Linked DNA regions of Larimichthys crocea: region 2 is linked to region 1. A link is a contact called in public Hi-C data. All regions are on one chromosome and are shown on one strand. The core of a region is the stretch at or near the end of the contact, and the rest is flanking DNA. Distances in the headings are between cores, read along the strand shown. Region 1 holds the start of dut (deoxyuridine triphosphatase). Region 2 holds the start of cops2 (COP9 signalosome subunit 2).

Region 1 (6,778 bases), core at 3,152-5,651:
GGGTGGGGGGAGGGACTGCTTCATTTGATTGCCAAAGATGATTCTACATATCATAGATACAATTTCTGTGGAAAAACGCCAGCTGAATAAGGCAGTATGAAAGATTTTAGTCAAGTGAAGCGCATATTGCCCTGACACACTTCAGCTGTGTGTAAAGCACTATTGAGAGTGTGAATGGTTTTTAATTGTAGGGTTTATTGTTGTATGATATGTGGAATCAGGTGCCACTTTGAAGGGCATGTGGACTGCAGAAAGCTCTAAAGGTTGAGTTTTTTTAAAGAACTCAGCTTAGGTGGAAGAAAAGGGTGAGTCCCAATAGTCTGAAATAAATTCATTTCCTCCCCTCAGGTAAATGACTGAACAAACCTGGAAACATGAAAGTAAACACATTTCTCCTTCCCCGGATATTAATTTAATGGAGTGAAGATGGAGAAAAGATTATGATAAAGGTTAGGAGAGGAAAGGAACCCACTATGGACTATTGAGATGTAGCCATGTCTGAGCTTGAATGACTCCTGCATATTTAAACTATGCTTTTCCATCTTTCCTACTGACTAGAATAATTCATATTTACTGGTGCTAGCAACACATCCACGTAGACTTCTGAATGCACTGTACTACTATACAAAACTCTGTAGTCAACAAGATACAATCCCATCGGCCATTCTGAAGATTTCATGTCTTTGCAACAGTAACAGCTAGCTTCATAGCCTGTCCGCTCTCCTCTATACTACATGTAAATTGTGTTTATACTGTAATAATCGATGCCACTTTTAATCTATGAAGCATTTGTAAACTAGAGGAAGCCCCTAGAATAGAGGGGTTTGTAATGGTGCTTATAATGACCAACTACTTCCTTTGTAAACTGCGTATACATACACACACCTGCACACACACAACACACATTGATGATGCCAAACCTGGGCCTTCATGATTATGCACTGAGGTCTTCGTGGCCACACATTCTCTCACAAGTACAATCAGTGCTGCATTGCCACGGACCAGCCTGACACCAGTCTGTGTTCTCTGTTCACATCAGTGAGGGTTTAGTTGTAAATTCACAATAAAAACATATTTTTTGGTGTATATGTATTCACTGCTGTGCTTTCCCCTTTCATCCAGACTGAAGTACTAATGTAACAAAGTGATATTAAACACGGCTGCTAGCTTCAAGTTAGATATCCCTCTTTGGCCGTCTGGCCACTGGATCTCCAGTGGAGCTGAACTTAATATGGTTACTTTACTGGCTAGGAGGAGATGCAACTCTTGTCCTGTCCTGCACTGCCCCCATGTGGAGATCTAGAAGACTACTTGGAGGAGGGTCAGACGTAAAGTTTATCACAACATGAAGGAGACATTCCCAGTAAAGACACCAGACACACCAAACTACAAAATCAGAACTTTATTAGCACCTACTCTACATATTCAACATATACATTCTAATTATTGCAGCTTTCAGTTGCGTCCAGTTGATCCGAAACCTCCAGCACCGCGCTCTGTCTCATCAAGAGTCTGAAAGAAAACACAAGTATTTTTGATTTAACTGACTAATCTGATGAAATAAAATTTTCTTCAGTGAAACCACACAACCAATGGAAAATCTGATGTCTGCACAAGTATTTTAAACAGGTAAAAGTACTCTCTGTTGCCGGTTTATTGGGTACAACTAGCTATTTAGCTTGCCCTCACCAATATAAATGGGGTAAACAAAAAACACCTGTCAGTATAACAATAAAAATTCGACAGCACTACAAAACTACAGCCTCCAAATTGAGTATTCAGTTAGGTAAACTCTTTAAAATAGTTTCAACATTATAACCTTGATGAAGGTAGGATTTATTGCGGAACTGTTAATATTTATCGAGGTGAACCCAATAAACTGGCAGCTGCGTGTATACAGCATTTGAGTTACCTCTTGCTCCACCAGATCTGGGTAACAGATCCTCTCACACACCAGCTGAGCAACTCTGTCGCCTTTTTTCACTGAAAGAGGAACAGAAAGAGACAAAACAATCACTTGTTATTAATATTAACATCTGCACTGTTGATATTTATATACAGTTTTTGATCTGTGCAAATTACTTTCATGACATTTGCACAGAAAGCAATGAGCTCCAGACAAATATTTGAAGTGTAATGCATCCCCACTTCACATTTAAAGTCATTTTTAAATTACTTTTGGGCAGTTTTGGGTTCTCGGAAATGGAGAATGTAATTTTCACAGACAGTTTCAGGATGTCTCTAGTTTTAGTATCAGAGATGTGCATCTGGGGTGTCGTTTAGCTCAGCTGGTGGAGCATCCGCCCCATGCACGAAGGCTCAGTCCTTGCTGCACAGCCCAGGGTTCGACTCTGACCTGTGGCTCTTTCCCGCATGTCACTCCCAATCTCTCTCTCTCCCCCCACATTTCTTGTCACTCTTCAAGCTGTCTCTATCAAATAAAGCTCAAAAAGGCCAAAAAAATATATATCTTTAAGAGATGTGCATCTGACTTTTAGGTGAGATTTAAGCGTGATATGTTGTTCTTACTGTGAATGACACTTTCTCAATGTTATTTAAAGTGAAAGATCAGAAAACTCACTCCAACCTTACATCCTACTCCAGCAGAAAAGCTCAAAAAGAAGCACAGCTCTACAGTAATGTCTCGCCCTATTAATTATTAACATGGGTTAAAGAATTGCTGGTACCTTTGGATAAAGAAGTGATGATACACTGATGCCACAACTCACCTTCAAATGTGTCCTTGCCGAAGTTGAAGAGCACAACTCCCACATTTCCTCTGTAGTCTTCATCCACGACTCCAGCTGACACAGAGACATTAAAGAGAAATTAAAACGGCTGCCATGACAAATGGTTAAAACGTGGATACTGAACATAAGTAAGACTCACCACCGACATCAATGAAGTTTTTTGCTGCCAGTCCAGATCTCGGTGCTGAGAAGGAGAAATAAGAAGACACAGTTACAGCGTGTTATTTTGCATGAATTCAAATGCACCGAGCAAAACTTGTAATGCAGGATTTGCATCAGCATGTCAAACACTCACCCACTCTCCCATAGCAGCCATGTGGTACTGCGATCTGGATGTCTGTCTTCACTATGGCCTTATCCAGAGGACCAATGGAGTAATCATACGCACTGTTTCAATGCAGGGTATCAAAATTAGCTGTCACACACGGCATTATATTCACATGAGACTCGTATGTGGCAACATTTATCCAGTAAATTCAACTTCTGTATGAACATATGCTACTTCTACAAAGAGGATGTGGTATGAAAGATTGATGCAAGCTGCTCACATTAGGTCAGTGAACTCAAAACACAATCAAATTAAAAGTATAACCCACCTGTAGAGGTCATATCCTGCTGCTTTAGCCGAGCCTCTGGTGGGTGTCGTGGCATGCTCAGACAGTTTAGCAAACCTGAGGACGGGTCTCTCCTCTGCAGGGTTTGTTTCTGTCCTCGGCCTCTTCGATGGAGAAATTGCTGAAGCATCTGTAACTTCTAGGACCGGCATGTTGGTAAAGTTTTCACAGTTAAGAATAGAAAAGTGCACGAAGTAACTTACACTAACTAAAAGACTAAATGTGCTAAGCAGGAGGCAGAGCTACAACTGACTACTGCAAGCTAAAAGAAAGACACAAAGCAACTACTCCAGTTTCTTCGCGCTCCTGCAATTTGAATGAATCTCCCGCGCTGGGAGGTTGCGCCAAATAAGCCCCTCCTTTACAGACACATAACTTTTAAAACATGTTTTAACGTTTTAAAACATGGCACAAATAAAGTGCAATTAACTCCAACAACTTATATAAGTCGCTACACTACTATAAACTGTCGTTGTATTAATATATTGGGAGGAAAACCTAAATCTACAAAGAAGTAAGTCTGCTCTGTAACTATGACAACCGTTTCGTCATCACGTTGCTAACCGAGAAGGAATTCTCGCGAGAGTTGGCAACAGAAACAGCTGTAGCGTCTAAATAAAAGAGAAAAGAACACTGAGCCTCCTTTTACTTACGCATTGCACCACAATAAAGCAGCAGACGTGGTGTTGGTGGTGTTTAAACGGCTTAGTACGCGACACACACGTTATACTGCCATAAACGAGAATACGAGGGCTAGCGAAGCTAACGTGAACACACACTCGACATGTTGCTCACAGTAACGTCTTCCATCCTCATCTTATTGCTTGCCTTTGTTTCGACTGAGCGTCTGAGCGTGAATGTCTCTTGCCAAGAAACGTGGAGCAGCTGCATCAAACACAGAGGAGCACTGTAGCCGAAGAGCTCCCAGCCTGAGCAATGTTCGTGTCATATTGTTTGTCGACTGCAAGCTAACCAGCTAGCCACGCTGACGCTAACGTCCTCTCAGCTGATCGTGGCGGTGACGTCAGCCTCCCCCTGGCTGACAGCCACTCACTGTGATTACACAAACCACAGAAATGTATCTATTCTAAATTATATTGATTTGAAAACTGGTCAGTTGTATATTGGCTGAGTTTTTAGATGTTCTTTTCTTGATATACCTCACTGTGTATACTGTACTGTAAATACTGTTAATTCTGTCCACACTACCACATAGCCATACATATACATATATTTATACTGACAATTCTGTTTACATTACACTGTGCCATATTGCCACACGGATGTCTTTAGTTTGTATATAATTTTAGATTTTTAGATTTGTATATTTTATTTAATGTTTTAGTTGCTGTATGTGTCTCATGATGCCATTACTTGCACTTATACTTTGGTACTGATGTTGGTCTTGATGTTCTTCTTATGGAAAGTGTCTTTGAGTACCTTGAAAAGCGCTTTTAAATAAAATTTATTATTATTATTATATTATTATATTTATTATTATTATTATTATTATTCTGTATACTTAGCAAACTTTTTACACTTCTGGTTAATGCCAGATAGATAGATAGATAGATAGATAGATAGATAGATAGATAGATTTTATTAATCATCTATAAGGGAAATTAGGTCGTCATAGCAGTTCGTTAGTTAGCATATTTTTTTTTACATCTTTTACTTATGTCCTGTACATATAGCAGCATTGACAATAAAGTTGACTTGACTTAATTAATTAACCTATTGTCTAAGGACCGATACCGCAATAAGAGTTTATAACTCATCTACCTCTGTCAGAGCCACAGAAGTCTCCTTTTGCACTAACACTCCACTCCAAATACTGGAACATATACTTCATATCATATGTGATATGTGCAAATATAAAACATATTTGTTGTGGAGAAATTGCTGAAGTCAAAGGTCAATGGTGAGGTCAGGAAGGAAGAAAGTGTTCAGGAGCCTCTGATGTCTTATGCTGTAATATTTATTGATGCTTGATCAAGGAGAATTAGAGACACTCTCAAAGTTCATCAGAAGTTCCTGAGTTGGTTCTGACGAACTTGTGCTGGTGGATAAACTTTAAACCCAAAGATAACACCACAAATACAATACGCCCAGAATTAGTCAAAGAGAATGTCTTCACCCATGGAGGTGTTATTGTCAACACATTCTAGTCTGGAGAGACAGATGTCTGTTTACACAGACTGGAACATCAACAGCAACTATCTATTATGACTAGGAAGGCAGCAACAGGCCTCTTCGTCCCTGTCCACCACAGTGCTGAGATAGACTGGCACCTAGTCAAAGACAAACAATTAATACTGCTGAGGACCACAAGGCCCACACGTGACCTTGTGTAACCTAAGGATAGAAAATTCCATAACAATATTGATATTATGTATCATGTTTATACAATATCCTTATCTTTTTGCACATTCTATTTACATATTGATATTCAGTATATTATTTATAGTATGTATATCTAAGTATATCATAGTCAAGTATTTGTGATGCATATAGTATACACACAAAAAAAGTTTGCTAAGTATACAGTAATAATAATAATAATAATACATTTTATTTAAAAGCGCTTTTCAAGGTACTCAAAGACACTTTACATAAGAAGAACCAAAGTATAAGTGCAAGTAATGGCATCATGAGACATATACAGCAACAACAGTAACATTTGTAGACAATCAGACAATAGTGCAATGGTGCGTTATGTACTAATGTAATGCAAGTTGTGTTATGTACAGTACATTTGGTAGATGTTACAGTACATACAGTATGCACAGCATGAATAGATTGTATGTGAGTAATGACATTTACATATTAAATGAACAAAAACTAAATGTTAACAGTGAGTGATAAGTTAATTTCATTATTTTTCTCGAGTTATTTATGTCATTATGTTGAAATAATAAATGCCGTTATTGCGAGATAACGGAATAATTTTCTCAAGATCTCAAGATACCAAAACATTGTTATCCCTTGATAATGCTGTAATGAGCTCTCAAGAACACAAAAGAATAGTCTAGCATATTAGTTCTCTGCAACATTCTCCTGCTCCGCTGTACAATACTTCTGTACAATACTGCAGCAGTCAAAATACAGTATTTAATCCCACAGGGCATACAGGATGCGTTTAGCCTTTTTCTAGTTAAAACACAAGGTACTTCTTGGCTGAGATCATACTTGTATTATTTTGTGATAGATTAGATGTGGAGAAGTTTACCTAATAGCCACTATCTGATAATAGAAGGAATCAATAACCAAAATTCACTCAAAAACCATTCATGTTGCTCATTATGTGATTATATAATCAAATCATAATATAAACTAATGGTGCGCAAAATCCATTTGAATGCAGCTAGTTAATTTTTAAGAGACTATACAGGCAGATCTCCAAGTCCATTACTG
Region 2 (6,652 bases), core at 4,083-6,582, 170 kb before region 1:
TTATTGTAGCTGCAACGCATTAGTGGTAGACGTTCACAAAATGCCAAATGTGCACATTTATTTTCCCCAAGTCCCACAGTAGACTGTTTTTGTGTTTTGTCAATTTGCGGACTATTATTTATTTACTACGGTTTTTGTTGTGCGAGTGTAGGATTTGGATTTCAGAGTTATAATTCTTGTATTTACTCATCTATCAAACTCACTCATGTCTTTCCAATTGTAAAACCTTTTGTGTTTTATTGCATATTCTTATACAAACAGATGTCACAGTATCCCTTACAAAATGAAATGTCACTCAACCATAAAATAAAACCAGACACACTTAGGGCCTGCATGTGAATCTTCAGTTCATAATTGATTTCAGTCCTTCCTCTCAACATTTTTGAGCAGAAGTCTTTGCTTTGCTGACAACTGAGTGCAGGTATGAGTAGAAGAAGAGAATGTTATCATATTCTCCGTTGTACTCTTGCGCAAGGCAATGCTCGTGGAAGTCCTTGAGGAAATAATAAATGGCCTCAATAGTGGCTAGATATGTGTCTGGTTTGCCCTTTTGATGCCGCCAGAAACATGTTTTCCTCATCTTCAGCTCTACCTGGAGCAAATCTAGGGGAGAACACATGTCCATCAGAAAGCGCACAAGAACGCAGAGTGAGATCATGTTAAACAGCATGGTACGTGAAGTTAATTTGCCCTTAATAATCAACAGCAGTCAGAACTCTTCAGAAAGCTGCACGAATGCAATTTTTCATGATTACCTTGTAGTCTCTCATCTGTGCTGATCTTGTTGGTCTGGTTCCATGTGCTGTCAATGAAGACCACCTTCTGCAGGGGAAACACCCGTGACTCCAAGCCCTTTGCTCCATCTGGGGTCCCTGACTCCGGGTTCTCTGCGGTGTATGTGGCGTCTTGAACTTCTTCACTTTTTAGTCTCTTTATGCGGGGTTCATCAAAGGTGTAACTTGATTTGCTGTCACTTTGGTGATGCAAACACTGCATCATGTCTTGAACCGACACAGCCCCTGGACCAGGGAACACCAACACCACCTGGAGAGGTTAGGGGGATGTCACAGGTTCATAGTGGAACACCATCATACAAACCGGGACTAAACGTACAAAAACTGTGTTTCTAAGATTTTTTAACTGAGGTAATTTATGTACGGCTGAATTTCAGAAGATGAATAGAGTTTGAGAGGAAAAAAAACTGAAAACATCAAGGTCATTCAGTTGAGTAGATTTGATGAAAAAGCAAGAACAAAGACTATTAAATTGTCAAATACAATAAGCATACATAGCTTGTGCACTAAAGCCACTATCAGTCAAGTCCAGTGTCTGATTATGCCTAACTTAACTAGAGCTATTAAATATAAACTTGTAGCATTAAATACTACAACCAAAGTACACAAAACAGGTGTTCACTTCAAAAATTGTTAATTTAGAGGATAGTAACTATTAAAACATGACTCAAACGCAGCTGCTTGCATTAAAAATATATAATATAAATAGCAGCAAATAAGCTGTTGTGATAAAGTTTTCCTAAGAGGTTAAAGAAAAATAGGCAGCAGAAATATGACAACAATGAAGGGTACAGTTGAAACAATCAGTTGATTGATTGAACTCTTGACAACCAAATACGAAACCAAAACGTTTTTCATAAAGAGTACAGCTTCACAATGACAGCTAAAGATACAAGAGTTAAATGAAATTCTTTGACGATGAAAGACAAACTCACTTTTTCCTTTTCGTAGTCAGGTATGCAGGGGTAGGTGTATATGTTGACGTCACTGGGGGCGAGGATCTTGGCATGGATTGCAGTGCTCTTACCGTCTGTCTCATTGGGATGCTTGATGATGTCTATCTTGACAGGAAGCTGAGCACAATGTACACAATATGTAGAGTCAGGTCCAGAGGACAGTTACGTTTCGACCACACCATGTGCAAAATTTCAGAGCTCACACAAAAGACATCGCACAACTTTTTCCACCACATTGGCAATGCAATGCTATTGCAACAACTCTCATAAAAAAAGGCCTCTCTTAAAAGAACAATCAAGTGAGTCCTAACCTCTTACTGACCTTGATTAAAGGGATGTCTTGCGGGGTGACACCCACTAATGAGCAGCATGTGTAGCAGAAAAACATCCTTGATCCTCCACATTTAGAGCATTTCAACCTGCCCTTCTGTTGCGCTTCCTCCAACACTGCATGTGATGCCAATTTTAGACCTTGGAGAGGCTGCTTGGCAAGCTCATGAGCGTCTGATGAATCACTAGTGACTGTTGTTTTGTCACGGCAACTAGGATGGAGATGCTGGTCGTGATCCAGGCTACTCATGCTTGCTCTTTAAATGTTGACAGACCAGTGCTGGATTATATGGGCCCCACATTCATAGCTGAACAACACTGAGAAAACAAACGACACATAGATTAGCAGACACATAAAAATCCAACATTTACATAAGGGAGTGCAATAATGTGGAAAAGCCACTCAACATGATAGGGGTTATTAAAAAGGTCATACTGGAGTATTTCCCAGAAAAAAAGAGTTGAACTTAGTTGGGAGACATTGGGTAACATTAATATAGTGAAGGGAGTGGATAAAGTCTGTCTTTTCTTTTGTATGCATTAGGGATGCAAATTATCGATTAATACATTAATCGTTAGTTGATTGACCTTATCGGTCGAGTAACGGTTAACTGATAAGCGGCTTTTTTCCTAAGAACATATATTTCTCACGGTGTCTTTTAACATAAAGCAAAAATATTGCTTATATACTGAATAAAAAAAAATGCATGTTATATTCCTCAACTAATGTTTTATTGTACCAGTGGGGATATGGTACAGATATGACATTCAACCAAAATAAATTCTGCACAGAAAATTGAAATACATCAAAAAAATAATTGTGCACTGGCTCACCTGTTGCATGTGAAACATTAAGCAACATAAAAGATTTTTTTAAAGCTATACAATATGGGCTTAGCCTACACAGTATTAAGCCTACACATAATTATCTGGTAAAGTACTTAAGATGAAAAACTTGAAACATTAGCAGCAGCACTTATAATCTCTCTTGTTCTGAGAAAGGTAACAGTAAGATTACTAGCCCTGGAAACTTACAGCAACATGTAGGACTGAACACAGCTTCAATCATCCCTGAGGAAGGTGACAGGAAAATTAGAGGGCCTCTATTTAACAATTTCCCGCAGAAATGTTGAGAGTGACGAGTGAGCTGAGCATGTTCATTTACACACAGGAGCAGATAGCATTAGCATGTTAGCAATCAGCATGTATTTAATTCTTAGTGGATAATGCTAACTGCTAGCGCGTCAGCACGGCTGCAGGTTTTGAAGGTGTTATCTTAGTGAACTCGTAGAGCTGCTGAACCTAAACGTGGCACCGCAGAGTTTACACTGAGCGTCTTTGTCATCATTACTTAGTTTGAAATGACTCCGGGTCTGTCGCCGCGTTGCGTTCAGGTACGTTCGCTGTGGCCTAGATTAAGCAACGGCGCCCTCAACTGGCGACACCATGAAATCTCACTGAAAAAACTTCTGTGGAAAATGGCCCTAGATTCAGTTAACCCGATTAATTTAATTTAATCGATTAAATTCTTTTCGACAATTAACCGATTAATCGATTAACTGTTTTACATCCCTAGTATGCATGCATGTATGACTGTTCCTATTGTTTGTTTTCAGCAGTCGTATTGTTTACCTGATATAAACATAATATTTTAATACATACTATAAGAATAACAGTGGTAAAGGTTTTTCTGACTTTATTTGACTTTTAATTAAATGTGAAATGATCAAAAATCTCTCTACTTATATCCACAATCATTAAACAGTGTTTTTTTTTCCCATTCACACTCAAAACACTGACTTTTACCAGCCTACATATAACGCACAGATCCAGAAGGTCTGGGTCCTCTATCAGACAGAGCAAATTACATATTTATTGAGGCTCCAAAAATCCATCTTTAGCAGTGGAGTTTTACACAACGCCTCTCCTAAATATTGTTTGTTTGTTTGGAGTGGATATATCTACCTAATTATCTTGTGTCCTTGTCCCATTCTGTGTTTTTATTTTTTTCTACCTCAGTATTTTATTCGATTGTATTTTTATTGTATTCAAACATACTGGACTGCTATGACGACCACATTTCATCAACTTTCATTGTAATAAGAAAGCCAATAAATGTTGAAAAAAAAGGTTGTTGTAATGTTTAGTTAGGGTACATCAACAGTGATATGTGCTTTGTCCTGTGATACATTTTTATCCACTGAAATAAGCATTATGCGTAAATAATTATAAATAAAAAGTTGGAAAACTAAATTTTCCAATGATCTACTGTATGTATAAAAAAACAAATATCTACAATTATCTAACAACAAAACATTAATAAACCTATAAATAAAACTTTTTGGGTGGACTACCCAAAGTAGAGCATGACAGATATAGCGATTTTTTTTTTATTTGATGTAACGTAACTTGTGGTAACTTGTGGTCATCATGTATGTGTCTACCTATTTATCTTGTGTTTTTAAGTGTCTTTGTCCCATTCTGTGTTTTTATTTTTTCTACCTCACCATTTTATTCTATTGTATTTTTTATTGTATTCAAACATACCGGACGGACTGACTGACTGTCTATCTACCTACCTACCTACCTATGTTTGTTGCCTTATTTGCTTATAACTTTAATTCAACTATAATGTGTACAGATGTTGTCTACAGCTGGATAGAGAAAAGGGTGCCACAGTGTTGTTGATGAAATATTAGGGACTCCATTAGCTATAGTACTTTTGCCCCTTGACAGAGTCAGCAGACTTACCTGACACTCGTTGCACAGGTAGTGTCAGCTGATGCTACCGTGCTAAGGCTAGTGAATGAATGACAAGTGAGCTAAACACAACTCGGTAATTAGCATTTCATAGTTTAAGAGCACTGTATCTGTATCTTTTTTCTCCCTCTCTCTCCTGGCGGTACACTCCTGTACACACACACCAGCTTACACAGGCTTACATGCTGTCGCTAACGTTAGACTACAGTCAACGTGCTTGTGAAGCTAGCTCCTGTTAGCACGCTAAACATCTGTAGCTTCGACTACTAGCAGATACAACCAAGAGTTAGGTCAGCTGACAGGAAAGCAAGCGTCAGTTTAAATAACTCACAACAGCAATACGTCGTCCACTAGTTTTGTAGCGTAACACAGAAACGTGTCGACCAGTATGTAGTTGCAATGATATACAACAACAGCAGCAGCGTGTGCGTCCTCCTCTACGCCGGATATGCCGGTTCTTCTCCGGTTGTTAAGGTCAGTTACGACCCGTTGCTAGGCAGCACCCAATTCCGAACGTGTGCCGTTGGAAAGCCTCCGCCACCTTTACCAGCCGTTAGCCGTTAGTGGACTGAAGATGCGCTAAAGTGCAGGTACTGACGGTATATAACAAACAAGGACGTAAACTACACCTAATGTGACTGTTAATGTAACATATAATAACGACTCTGGGTTAGGTATTTAAATTAACCGCGACGTTTAAGCTAATTTTTTTAAATTTGGCGCATTCACGTTAACCGTTAGGACCGTTAGTGTTAACGGCTGGGTTAACGTTACTCTCATGACAACTTCCCATTAACAAATGTTACTACGTTTATCATTATAAACATATAAAACATTAACATTTCATCAACTTTCATTGTGATAAGAAAGCCAATAAATGTTTTTAATAAAGGCAATTTTTTCAAATAATTATAAATAAAAAGTTGGAAAGTTTTTCAATGATCTACTGTATGTATATATAAAAACAAATATCTACAATTATCTATCAACAAAACATTAATGAACCTATAAATAAAACTTCTTTGGTGGACTACCCAAAGTAGAACATGACATATATAGCGATTTTTTTATTTAACATAAAAAAAAAATCGATATATCATGGACCTTTAAAATATAAATAGTTTTATAGAATATGTGTTGTGTGTGTGTGTGTGTGTGTTCCTAATTAGATGGTTACGTGTTTACATATGTTGTTTTTGTTTGTGTATTGGACTATTGTAACAAAAAATAATTTCCCCCTGGGATTATTAAAGTATTTCTGATTCTGATTCTGATATTAATGCAGAAAAAAGACTATAAAACATGGCTGTTGTATATGTGACATCACCCATAGGTTACTGTGGAGACACTGTGAAGCTCAGCGACCTCCCAGCTAATCTAAAAACTGGCAAAGACGATCAGCAGCTGAAACAACCCATCTGTAACAGCATCAAGGCGGCCGTGCTGTTAATTCTGTATAACTTTAAGCCTTGATATAATTTTAACAGGTGAGTTATATAAAAATTCACCCTCAGCACTGTTGTCATGAACGGGGAAATTAGCTATAGAGACCAAAACTGTTTTATTTACCAGGCTGTAAACATGTTTATTTCTGCTGTGAAATTGGACATTTTAACATGGGGGTTTATGGAGGCTGACTTAATCTGCAGCCAACCTCAAGTGGACGTTTGAGGAATTACAGTTTTTTTTGCACTTCAGCATTGGCTTCACTTCACAGCCATTGCCACTTAGTGGTTATTGTGGTAATGTATTGGTGTCACTGCAAAGTTTATCCAGCAGAGCGCGCTGCAATTTACAATACTGTGGCAAGCA

Evidence for each region. Hi-C and Micro-C count contacts between places; a contact is called where the count stands out from the background.
Region 2: a contact with region 1 is called in a Hi-C map of muscle, with 3 times the contacts expected there. The contact joins the promoter of cops2 here to the promoter of dut in region 1. A contact is called at or near these places in 2 of 7 Hi-C or Micro-C datasets (both in muscle).

What each region holds. Positions count from the first base shown.
Region 1 is chrVIII:1,945,935-1,952,712 of L_crocea_2.0, reverse strand. It overlaps dut (deoxyuridine triphosphatase), which reads right to left and starts at 4,401. Exons shown (of 7, transcript XM_019265644.2): 1 at 4,193-4,401; 2 at 3,347-3,503; 3 at 3,046-3,137; 4 at 2,890-2,934; 5 at 2,730-2,804; 6 at 1,913-1,983; 7 at 1,388-1,512. The coding sequence starts at 4,313. The coding sequence ends at 1,456. fbn1 (fibrillin 1) reads left to right here. Exons shown (of 58, transcript XM_027281288.1): 58 at 1-1,092.
Region 2 is chrVIII:2,116,919-2,123,570 of L_crocea_2.0, reverse strand. It overlaps cops2 (COP9 signalosome subunit 2), which reads left to right and starts at 5,332. Exons shown (of 16, transcript XM_027281165.1): 1 at 5,332-5,430; 2 at 6,174-6,327. It overlaps dtwd1 (DTW domain containing 1), which reads right to left and starts at 5,315. Exons shown (of 5, transcript XM_010745351.3): 1 at 5,172-5,315; 2 at 2,073-2,398; 3 at 1,730-1,867; 4 at 756-1,044; 5 at 66-603. The coding sequence starts at 2,330. The coding sequence ends at 374.